2 separate regions of the Mus musculus genome follow, and region 2 is linked to region 1. Evidence: chromatin contacts called from public Hi-C data. All regions are on one chromosome and are shown on one strand. The core of a region is the stretch at or near the end of the contact, and the rest is flanking DNA. Distances in the headings are between cores, read along the strand shown.

The links. Hi-C and Micro-C count contacts between places; a contact is called where the count stands out from the background.
Region 2: a contact with region 1 is called in a Hi-C map of uterus, with 1.7 times the contacts expected there. The contact joins two enhancer-like sites. A contact is called at or near these places in 2 of 484 Hi-C or Micro-C datasets (brain and uterus) and 1 of 9 other capture datasets (liver).

What each region holds. Positions count from the first base shown.
Region 1 is chr10:3,683,952-3,689,072 of GRCm38.p6, forward strand. No RefSeq gene overlaps it. Among named protein-coding and RNA genes, the nearest start is that of A330032P22Rik, 32 kb to the right of the region's middle. Within about 2 kb of position 2,115, at least 2 of the 459 cell types and tissues checked have an H3K27ac peak or open chromatin away from gene starts, as enhancers often do. A contact at or near this core is called in uterus, where this site is marked.
Region 2 is chr10:3,889,119-3,894,239 of GRCm38.p6, forward strand. All of the region lies in intron 3 of Plekhg1 (pleckstrin homology domain containing, family G (with RhoGef domain) member 1), which reads left to right. Among named protein-coding and RNA genes, the nearest start is that of Mthfd1l, 81 kb to the right of the region's middle. Within about 2 kb of position 3,008, at least 75 of the 459 cell types and tissues checked have an H3K27ac peak or open chromatin away from gene starts, as enhancers often do. A contact at or near this core is called in uterus, where this site is marked.

The sequences.
Region 1 (5,121 bases), core at 865-3,364:
CCCGTCAGAAACCCCCTCTCTGCTTTAGACTTCCCTGTCTTAGATGCACTGTTCTTCTGGAAGAAATCAGTCAACACAAATTGTAAATGCGTGTTTGCGTGAACACTCTGCTCCCTTCTAGAGGTAATAAAAGGAGCTTGCTTTTTAATTACAAGTGAAGAAGATGCAAGTGATAATGATGTGGGCGATGACAATCTTTCCGTTTGGTTGATGTGCTTCCTAGTAAGGTTTGCAATTTCACTCGATTTCCTGGTTCCAGCAAGTCAGAGGGTTAACCATTTTATAGATGATTTTTTAACCTTATCGGGCAGTTTCTTCCTTAACAATGATAACTAGTGACATTGGTTTCTTTCTTCTGTATGAGTTCATAAGCCATATACAAACACATAGAGTTCCTGCCACTATATGGTTTTTGCAGTCACACTCTGTGTCATTAACATTATACAAACATTTTGGCCCTCTAAACAAAATTGGTACCCTCTGTAGTCTTTGGAGATTCATAGAACATCTTCTCAGTACAAAACTTTGTTTGTTTGTAAACATCTTGTTTGGATTTCTAAAATCTAACCTGTATATGAGAGAGATCCCAAGCATTTGATCAACCAGTCAGTCAACTAGAGTTTATACAGGCTGCCCATCAGTGTGCAGGCAATGGGTGGTTAGGAGGATGTGTGTGCCTGACCACCTTGTAGAGCCTGGAAGCGTGAGTCATGTTTTTTGGGATCACAGGATACCCCTGAGTGCAGGCCAAGGGATATAAATAATCCTGACAGTTCAGCAGTCCTTGGGGGAAAACACAGTGTTCCTATAAATAAAACTGAACAGTTTGCTCAATAGGTAACGCTTTGTTTTGCCCCTTTCTAATGACTTAGTTCACCTTGGCTGTCCATAAGTCTATTACATCCTGTTTATTCACCACTAATCCATTTCAAATGATACTTTAAGAGTCAGAATCCTAAGATATTTCCCCAAGGGTTTCTCTAAAAGAGAACATATTCTTTCCTTTGGAAAAATATGAAAATTATTAGCAACATAACTTAAGAGGCAGCACTGAGAGGCTTTTTCTTGTTGGCGTCCTGGTTTTTCCGAGCCTAAGCTTCCTCGGCTCTTGCTTAAGCCAGCAGTGCACAATCATTAGAAGCCAGCAGTGCACAATCATTAGAAGCCAGCAGTGCACAATCATTAGAAGCCAGCAGTGCACAATCATTAGAAGCCAGCAGTGCACAATCATTAGAAGCCAGCAGTGCACAATCATTAGAAGCCAGCAGTGCACAATCATTAGAAGCCAGCAGTGCACAATCATTAGAAGCCAGCAGTGCACAGTCATTAGAAGCCAGCAGTGCACAATCATTAGAAGCCAGCAGTGCACAATCATTAGAAGCCTTAGGGCCTTTGCGGCACCTACACAGCCCTCCTGTTTATTATAATCAACCATCATGGATTCCCCACAACAGAATTCCCTTCTGTACAGGGAATAAAGACAATCTCCACTGAGGTGATAAGAAGGGCTTCCAGACTTACTTGGTGGATATCTTGGCTCCACGTGACCTTGGGAAAACTTATTAATCTATTTCCATGTTCCCTTTCCTAAGGTTTAAAATGGAGAAGACTAAATAGCTTCTCAGTGAGCTGTTTGGAGGTAAAAACAAGTCAGCATAGACGAAAAGCTTGGAATAGCATCGTGCTAGTGCTAACGAATACTAATGATACTAGTTAGAAAGATTAAAATATATCAATTGGTAAAATGAGCACAGTCAACTTGTGAAAACTATGCAATAACTTATATTCATTTATAGCCCCTCCTCCCTCTCCTGTTACTCAGAGAGGGTTTCAGGTTGACTTGAGCTTCTTCTTCACACAGTGTTTCAAATAACTCCCATGAACCATGCCTTCTTAGCAACCACTAGCAGTCACCCTCCTTTTCTACTCTCCTCTCTCTCAAGTCCCACCCCTGTGCACTGTAATGCCTGCCATCAGCCTTAGACATACTTTCTCATTAAAAGACAATGGTCTGCTTAAATTAGCAGCATTTTCCCCTCACTTCTCTGAGCTCTTTATCCAGGCAGTCTGCCCTACAGCTGTCTCCAGCCACTCCAGCTGCTCTCCCCAGCATCCCTTGCTCATAAACCCGTGGACACTTGGCTGTCCAGTGTTTCTGGGATTCTTGGCAGCATAGGTGCTATGACCCTTCCCTGCTTCCATCAGCCTCTTCCTTCAACTTTCCTTTCCAGGCTACTTTAACTTTCTACCCACATTCTCTCTTTCCTTTTTTTTTTTTTTTTTTTAGTTTCAACTGTTGATGTGTGTGTGTGTATGTGTGTGTATGTGTGCACACGGGCATGCATACATATACATTTACACATACATATACATCTTGTACCTCTGATTGGTGTTCAGTGGGTCCCTGACAGATTCTCTTCTCTCTTTCTTTAACAGTTGTTGCTTCCGGTGTCCTTTTCATTGGCATCAAATGATGTTTCTCCAAATCTCTCTAGCAAGCTTTGCTATATATTGATTAAAATTTAAATCTCAATCCAACTGGAACATTTGGTTTCAGAGAGGTGAGAGAAAAGGAAAAGTATGGGCATAGGTGTGTCTGCCTATTCATGTGTGTTTGTATGTTCATGTGTTGTATGTATGTTTGTAGCTGTGTGCTTGCATGCTCGTGTATGTTGGTGTACATGCACATGCAACTGGATGCAGTGTCATTTTATGAAAGCCCGTCTTTGTGATTTCACTGTTGACCTGAGTGCAGATGTGTGTCTGACCTGGCCTCAAGCTTTGCTGTAGAGCCCATCTAGCTGTGCTTCTGCCAATAGCACATCCTAAAATGAGTCCTCATGTGAAGAAAGTAAGCCTTAACACATCTGTCTTCATTATAAATTCTGTTAGGGTTGGGACTGTCTGAAATGTGTGTTTTCAGTGCAGTTTTGACAATGGCATATCCTCTGGTTGTTGAGGTTTACTTGAGTTGTTTTTCCATAGGAAAAGGAGGAGGAGAATAAGAAGTAGTTCTTAATAGCTGAGTAGTACTCCGTTGTGTAAATGTACCACATTTTCTGTACCCATTCCTCTGTTGAGGGACATCTGGGTTCTTTCCAGCTTCTGGCTATTATAAATAAGGCTGCTATGAACATGGTGAAGCATGTGTCCTTCTTACCGGTTGGAACTTCTTCTGGGTATATGCCCAGAAGAGGTATTGCTGGATCTTCCAGTAGTACTATGTCCAATTTTCTGGGGAACTGCCAGACTGATTTCCAGAGTGGCTGTACCAGCTTGCAATCCTACCAGCAATGGAGAAGTGTTTCTCTTTCTCCATAGCCTTGCCAGCATCTGCTGTCACCTGCATTTTTTATGTTAGCCATTCTGACTGGTGTGAGGTGGAATCTCAGGGTTGTTTTGATTTGCATTTCCATGATGACTAAGGATGGTGAACATTTTTTCAGGTGTTTCTCAGCCATTCAGTATTCCTCAGTTGAGAATTCTTTGTTTAGCTCTGTACCCCATTTTTAATAGGGTTATTTGATTTTCTGGAGTCCAAATTTATGAAATTCTTAGGCAAATGGATGGATCTGAAGGATATCATCCTGAGTGAGGTAACCCATCACAAAAGAACACACATAATATGCACTCACTGATAAGTAAATATTAGCCAGGAAACTTAGAATACCCAAGATACAATTTGCAAAACACATGACACTCAAGAAGAAGGAAGACCAAAGTATGGATACTTCATTCCTTCTTAGAATGGGGAGGCAAAATACCCATAGAGGAAGTTACAGAGACAAAGTTCGGATCAGAGCCTGAAGGAAGGACCATCCACAGACTGCCCCACCTGAGGATCCATCCCATAAACAACCACCAAACCCAGACACTATTGCATACGCCAGCAAGATTTTGCTGACAAGACCCTGATATAGCTATCTCTTGTGAGGCTATGCCAGTGCCTGGCAAATACAGAAGTGGATGCTCACAGTCATCTGTTGGATGGAACACAGGGCCCCAAATGAAGGAGCTAGAGAAAGTGCCCAAGGAGCTGAAGGGGTCTGCAGCCCTATAGGAGGCACAACAATATAAACTAACTAGTACCACCCCACCATGACCCCCAGAGCTTGTGTCTCTAGTTGCATATGTAGCAGAGGATGGCATAGTTGGCCATCAGTGGGATTAGAGGCCCTCGGCCTTGTGAAGATTATATGCCCCTGTACAAGGGGATGCCAGGGCCAGGAAGCAGGAGTGAGTGGGTTGGGGAGCAGGGCTGGGGGAGGGTATAGGGGACTTTCAGAGAGGAAACTAGGAAAGGGGCTAGCCTTTGAAATGTAAATGAAAAAAATATCTAATAGAAGAAGGAGGAGGAGGAGGAGGAGGAGGAGGAGGAGGAGGAGGAGGAGGAGAAGGAGAAGGAGAAGGAGAAGAAGAAGAAGAAGAAGAAGAAGAAGAAGAAGAAGAAGAAGAAGAAGAAGAAGAAGAAGAAGAAGAAGTTGTTGTTGTTCTGTGTATCCTTGTGAAGTTTAGCTCTAAGAGCTTTTCATTTTGTTAAATTTTAATGGAATATTTTAAATTACATTTTAACTGTATGTGCTGGCATATAGAAATATAATTTACCTTCATAGTTTATCCCAGCTCATGATAAAATCAGTCATTAAATCTAATTCTTGTTAATATTTTTAAAAGTCACACATACCTATATATAATAATGTTACTAATTTTATTCCTTAGTTCTTGTACTTTTTTGTTGAGTACAAATGGTAATAATGAGAATATTTACTTCCTCCCATGAGGTACTTGTTTAACATAATTTTATCTAATATGATTTCTCTGCTTTGCTCCATTCCATAACTTAACTATAGAAAAACACAATGTTGGAGCTGAAAGAAAAACAACAACAACAAAAAAAAAACAAAAAACCTGGAAGATCGTTAGGCAAGAATGCAAGAGGTCAACCAGATTCCTCAATGCCATACCAATACAATGAGAATGGCCAACAGAACGCCAGGTTTTTGACTCATAGTTTAGAGTTCCTTTTCCCACAGTAAAACCAGTCTTCCCAAGAAGGAATACCACCAAGAACAGTTGTTTTGATCTCTTTAACAGTGCTTGAAATTCAAGGCTTTTTCGTGA
Region 2 (5,121 bases), core at 1,758-4,257, 210 kb after region 1:
TGATAGTTGCCACAGTGGTTGTGACCCACAGGTTGAGAACCATTGCTGTATGGCCTGGGCATAAAACTATCTTGATATAGTCTTGATGAATTTTATTAGAGAATTAAAACCCAGACATAGCAAGTCTTTTCTCTCTTTTTTTTTCAAAAAAACATTGTTTGTTTCATTTTATGTGTGTAAGTGTTTTGCCTACATATATGTATGTGCACAACGCATATGTGTGCCTGGTGCCCAAGATAGTCAAACCAGGGCCAGCTCCCCTGGAACTGGAGTTTTGGATGGTTGTGAACCACCGAGGTGCTGGCAATCTCGCCTAGGTTCTCTGCAGCAATAGTAAAAGCTTGTAACTACTGTGATCAACCTCGGTTCCCAATAGCAAGTAATGACACTGTAGTGGCTGTAGTATCTAAAATATGTTGTCTGATGTTTGTCTCACATAAACAAAATTAGTCTTTTTAATTAACATTTTAAAGACTGTTTAGTGGTAGTAAAGTAGATACACCTGAATGTTTTATCCCACACTCCTCCCATGACAGCAGTAAGCACAGGTAGGCTGTTGTGTGGCCATCATACTGTCCATTTCCAGAACTTTCCTCTCATCCCGGCCAGAAACTCTGGGCCAGATAAACAGTAACTCCAGAGGCAGAGATGTCTGAGTGGGTAAGAAGGTTTACTCTGCGAATATGAGGACCTGAGTTTGAATCACCAAAGCCAAGCATAACTGTACATGCCTGTAACCCTAACACTGGAAAATGGAGACAGGCAGATCCCAAGGGCTCTGCAGCCAGTGGAGCTGAAGTAGCAAGCTCACATTTCAGAGATTGATAGAAACAGTAAAAGTGATAAAGGAAGTCACCCAATATCCTGCTCTAATCTCAGAGTATACATAATACATGCATATATACATATATCCACATATATACACAAATATACACATACATACACATATACATATATATACATACATACATATACACACATACATATATACATACATAAACACACACACACACACACACACACACATATATATACGTACATATACCATATATACACACATATGCATATATACATATATTTGCACATAAAGACATATGCACATACATATATATACAAACATACACACATGATACACATATACATACATGTATGCACACATGTACACATACCATATACATGCATGCATGCATATACACATACACACATATATATGCATATACATATATACATACATACACATGTACATACATACATTCACATTATATACATGCATACACATATACACACACATACACATACATACACACATTCATACACACATGCATATATACATACTTATACACATGTATATATATACATACCATATATGTATATTCATACAAATACATGTACACATTCATATATACATACATACATACATACATACATACAATCAAACAGACAGAAAAATACGTATGTACAACCTCTGAATCCATTTTTGTTGTTTATGTATCTATGGTTTCAGGGCTGCTGGCTTTGTATTGGATAGCCAAGGGACTCATTACCGGGCACGGTTAATTCTCCCTCCTCAACAGTCTGTAGTTGCCTGCAGTTCTTTGTCTAGAGGTGAGACCTGTGAGATCAAATATATTTTTATACACTTATTCAGCACCAAAATGAAGTGTCATCTCATAAAAAAGAAAAAATAAATTCCTCCATGGAAGGGAGAGTGGGTGCTGGCAGTAGGCACATCGTGAGAAGCTTTGCAGACAACTCCCTAATAAGATACAAAGACCAGCGCTTGCTGCAGAGGCTAAGGTTGCTTTAGCTAACTATTCTGTAAAGAAATCTACTCAAAGACAGGTCACAAAGGAATGGAGAATGGATGTACACTAAGTTTTCCCCATAAGGTCCCTTCAGAAGTATGTGTGTGTATGTATGTATGTATGTATGTTGTGTGGGTGTGAGTGTGTGGGCAGATGTGTGTGTGAATGTGTTGTGCATGTGTTATGTTTGTGTGTGTGTATGTATTGTGTATATGTGTGTATATGTGAGTGAGTATGTATGTGTGTATATGTTGTGTTTGTGTGTGTATATGTGTATGTGTTGTGTATGTGTTGTGTTTGTGTGTGTGAGTGTGTGTGTGTGTGTATGTGTTATGTATGTGTTGTGTTTGTGTATGTGTTGAGTGTGTGTGTATGTGTTGTGTATGTGTCATGTTTGTGTGTGTGCATGTGTATATATATGTATGTGTTGTGTTTGTGTGTGTGTATGTGTTGTGTATGTGTCATGTTTGTGTGTGTGCGTGTGTATATATATGTATGTGTTGTGTATGTGTTGTGTGTGTGTGTGTGTGTGTGTGTTTGTGTGGTATTGGGAGAGGCCATTCTTTACACTTTATAATATTTCCTTTTGTTATTTTTAATTAACACAGACAAACAGTGCCTGTCGCTGTAGATTATGCTTTCTGCATCACAGGAGTTGGTGATGTGGGATTGGAGCTGTGAAGTCCTTGCATTCACATTCATCTTTCTGGAACTAATTTCAAGAAGCCATTTATTGTGAAAATAAAACTACCTGTATTTTAGTCAGAAAGATTAATGAAACTTGTTCAGAGTTTTTGTTTGTTTTGTTTTGTTTTTTCTCTATCTGTGTCAACAAGAAAACCTACCAGTATCTCTTTTGTTTTTGAGCAGGCCTTGCCTTTGTAATTGTACCCAGGCTTCCAGCAATCCCACCCTGGGCCAAGAGAGTAAGGCTGGGTCTGTGAGCTAGCCCACAATAAATGCAGAGTTGCCAAGCACAAAGCAAGGGATAAATCACTCCCCCTGGGGTCTGTTTAAGGCCTGGACAATGGTGTTGCAAATGCAGAGAAAGGGTGGGAGTTAATCTACTTTTGATTAGAAAAGCATTTCTTTTCTTATGCAGAGGCCAGTGTAGGGGAAAGTTTGAGAGGAGAAGCAGGGCTAGCAGCCTCTTCCTGCTTTGTGACAAAGGAGGAATGTTGAGCTGGGTTGAAATTTTATGCAGCTTCTGATGCTGACACAGAGTGACAGGCCTTCCCTTAACCCTTCCCTTTCTGGCTCTCTTTATCCCCGGTAGCACAGGCTCACATTACAGAGACTCATTCTGTCCATCAAGATAGGTCAGCTGGAGCAGGGTTCCCACCATTGCTCTCGTTATTCTGTGAGAGAGTGAGAGCTCTGGAGAGACTTGCTAGCTCTCCTGAAGAATATTCTGGAATTGCTACAATAACCACTAAGGAGAGCTTCCAACTCCCTGAGACACAGGAGGACCTTGGAAGAATCCTAAAAGATGAGTTAACTAGGTATTGTAGTCGGCTTCCTCTTATTGCTGTGATAAACACCAGAAACTAAGTAACAAAAGTCAGGGCAGGGACTCAAGCAGGAAGCTTGACGCAGACACTGGAGCAGGGACCATGGAGGGGTGCTTGCTCACTGGCTCCTCCTTCCTCAGTCTCACATTCAACTACCTACCTTCCTTGTACCTCCCAGAAACATCTGTCCAGTGGTGGTACTGCCCATAGAGGGCTGGGCCTTCCCACATCAATCATTAATTAAAAAAATAAAAAGCTCCACTTACTTGCCTGCAGGTATCTTGGTTCTCAGAACTTAGAGACAGAGTGACAGAAACAAAGGTGGCGAGAGTGAAGAGCAGATCTGCTCACAGGACAGGGTTCTCATAAGTGATATTTTGAGTGATTAGATGGATATCTAGAGCAGTAATTTATTGTTTGTTTGCACTGCTGAGGACTGAACCCAGGGTTCGTGGGTGCCAGGCAAATGCTCTACCACTGGGCTCTATTCCCGGCTAGCTCTATTTTCTTTTGGTGATCTGAGCAAAAGCAAACTGCATGCTTTTCATATAACTGCAGTTTCCATCTTTTGCAAGACAGGAGATTTATGAGAGAATGAAGTTTGGCCCTTGAGGCCAGAAGGCAGGGTTCACTATGAAGGTCCCACTGTGTGTGGGTTCCAGGTACCATGTGATGCTAGCATGCCTGTTGGCCTGTCACAGCCTTCTGAGCCCGGGGGTATGCTGCTACTGACCGCTTTTCAAGACTCCATTGCCTTACCTCTTCAGTGGGAGCCATGCAAAGCCAAACCTTCCATAGCTGACCACCGCAGCTCTGCTCTAGGTGCCAGTACCAGGAGGCTTAGTACTGGCTATGACAGTAGCTCTAAGGTTCTAAGGTCTTCTGGCTCTCAGGTTCCTCCTCAAAAAACACTGTGAAGTATGGCAGACCACAGCCATTTTTGGTTCAAAAGCTAACAAACTCTATTTGCACATCGAAGATTTCTAATAAGCTCTGCCCCATACTCCCCTCGGCCACTAGTGCCGACAGCAGCAGTGGCGTACTTGCTATCAACCCTCTCTGGTAGTAGAAGATCCTATAGTTGTTGGAAAGACACAGCATAAAGAACCCTGTTGCCATCTGTGTGACCCAGTAAGTGGAAAGTTGGGCTAGCCTCTTCCAGCTTTTTCCTCTCTCTAAATAATTTTATTCAGGTAGCCCCTACCTTGGTAGCCAGTTGAAACCTTATTTTATGTCCGAGTTCCAAGATATTTAAGATGTTTTTATTTTGTGTATACTGTAGCTATCTTCTGCCATACCAGAAGACGGCATCGGATCCTATTATAAATGGTTATAAGCCACCATGTGGTTGCTGGGAATTGAACTTGGGACCTCTGGAAGAGCAGCCAGTGTTCTTAACCATTTATCTATCTCTCTAGCCCATGAGGCTTATTTTTAAAACCTGTTTCTTCTCCATCAGATGAACCCTAAGAAAACGCTCTTGGAGAATTAGCTATGTTGCCATCACGGGCTTTGTAGAATAGTTGGGAGGTACCCTAGTATATTATGTAACTGATATGACTCATCATTGTCTAAGTTAAGCATGTGATCATTGGTAACATGTATGTGGAAAAGTTATATCTATTTGAATAGGCCATTACTTGGTCTCTTTTATTTCAAAATTCCCAGAGTTAGTTCCTGGGTAGGTTGTAGGTCATTGTTGGGTTTGTGACATGGGAGTGTTTTTGCTTCTGAAATCACTAGTCATTTTTCTGGCTGGTGAAGCTTTGAGGCCACCCATGTAGCAAAGTGACGTGCAGAGCTCA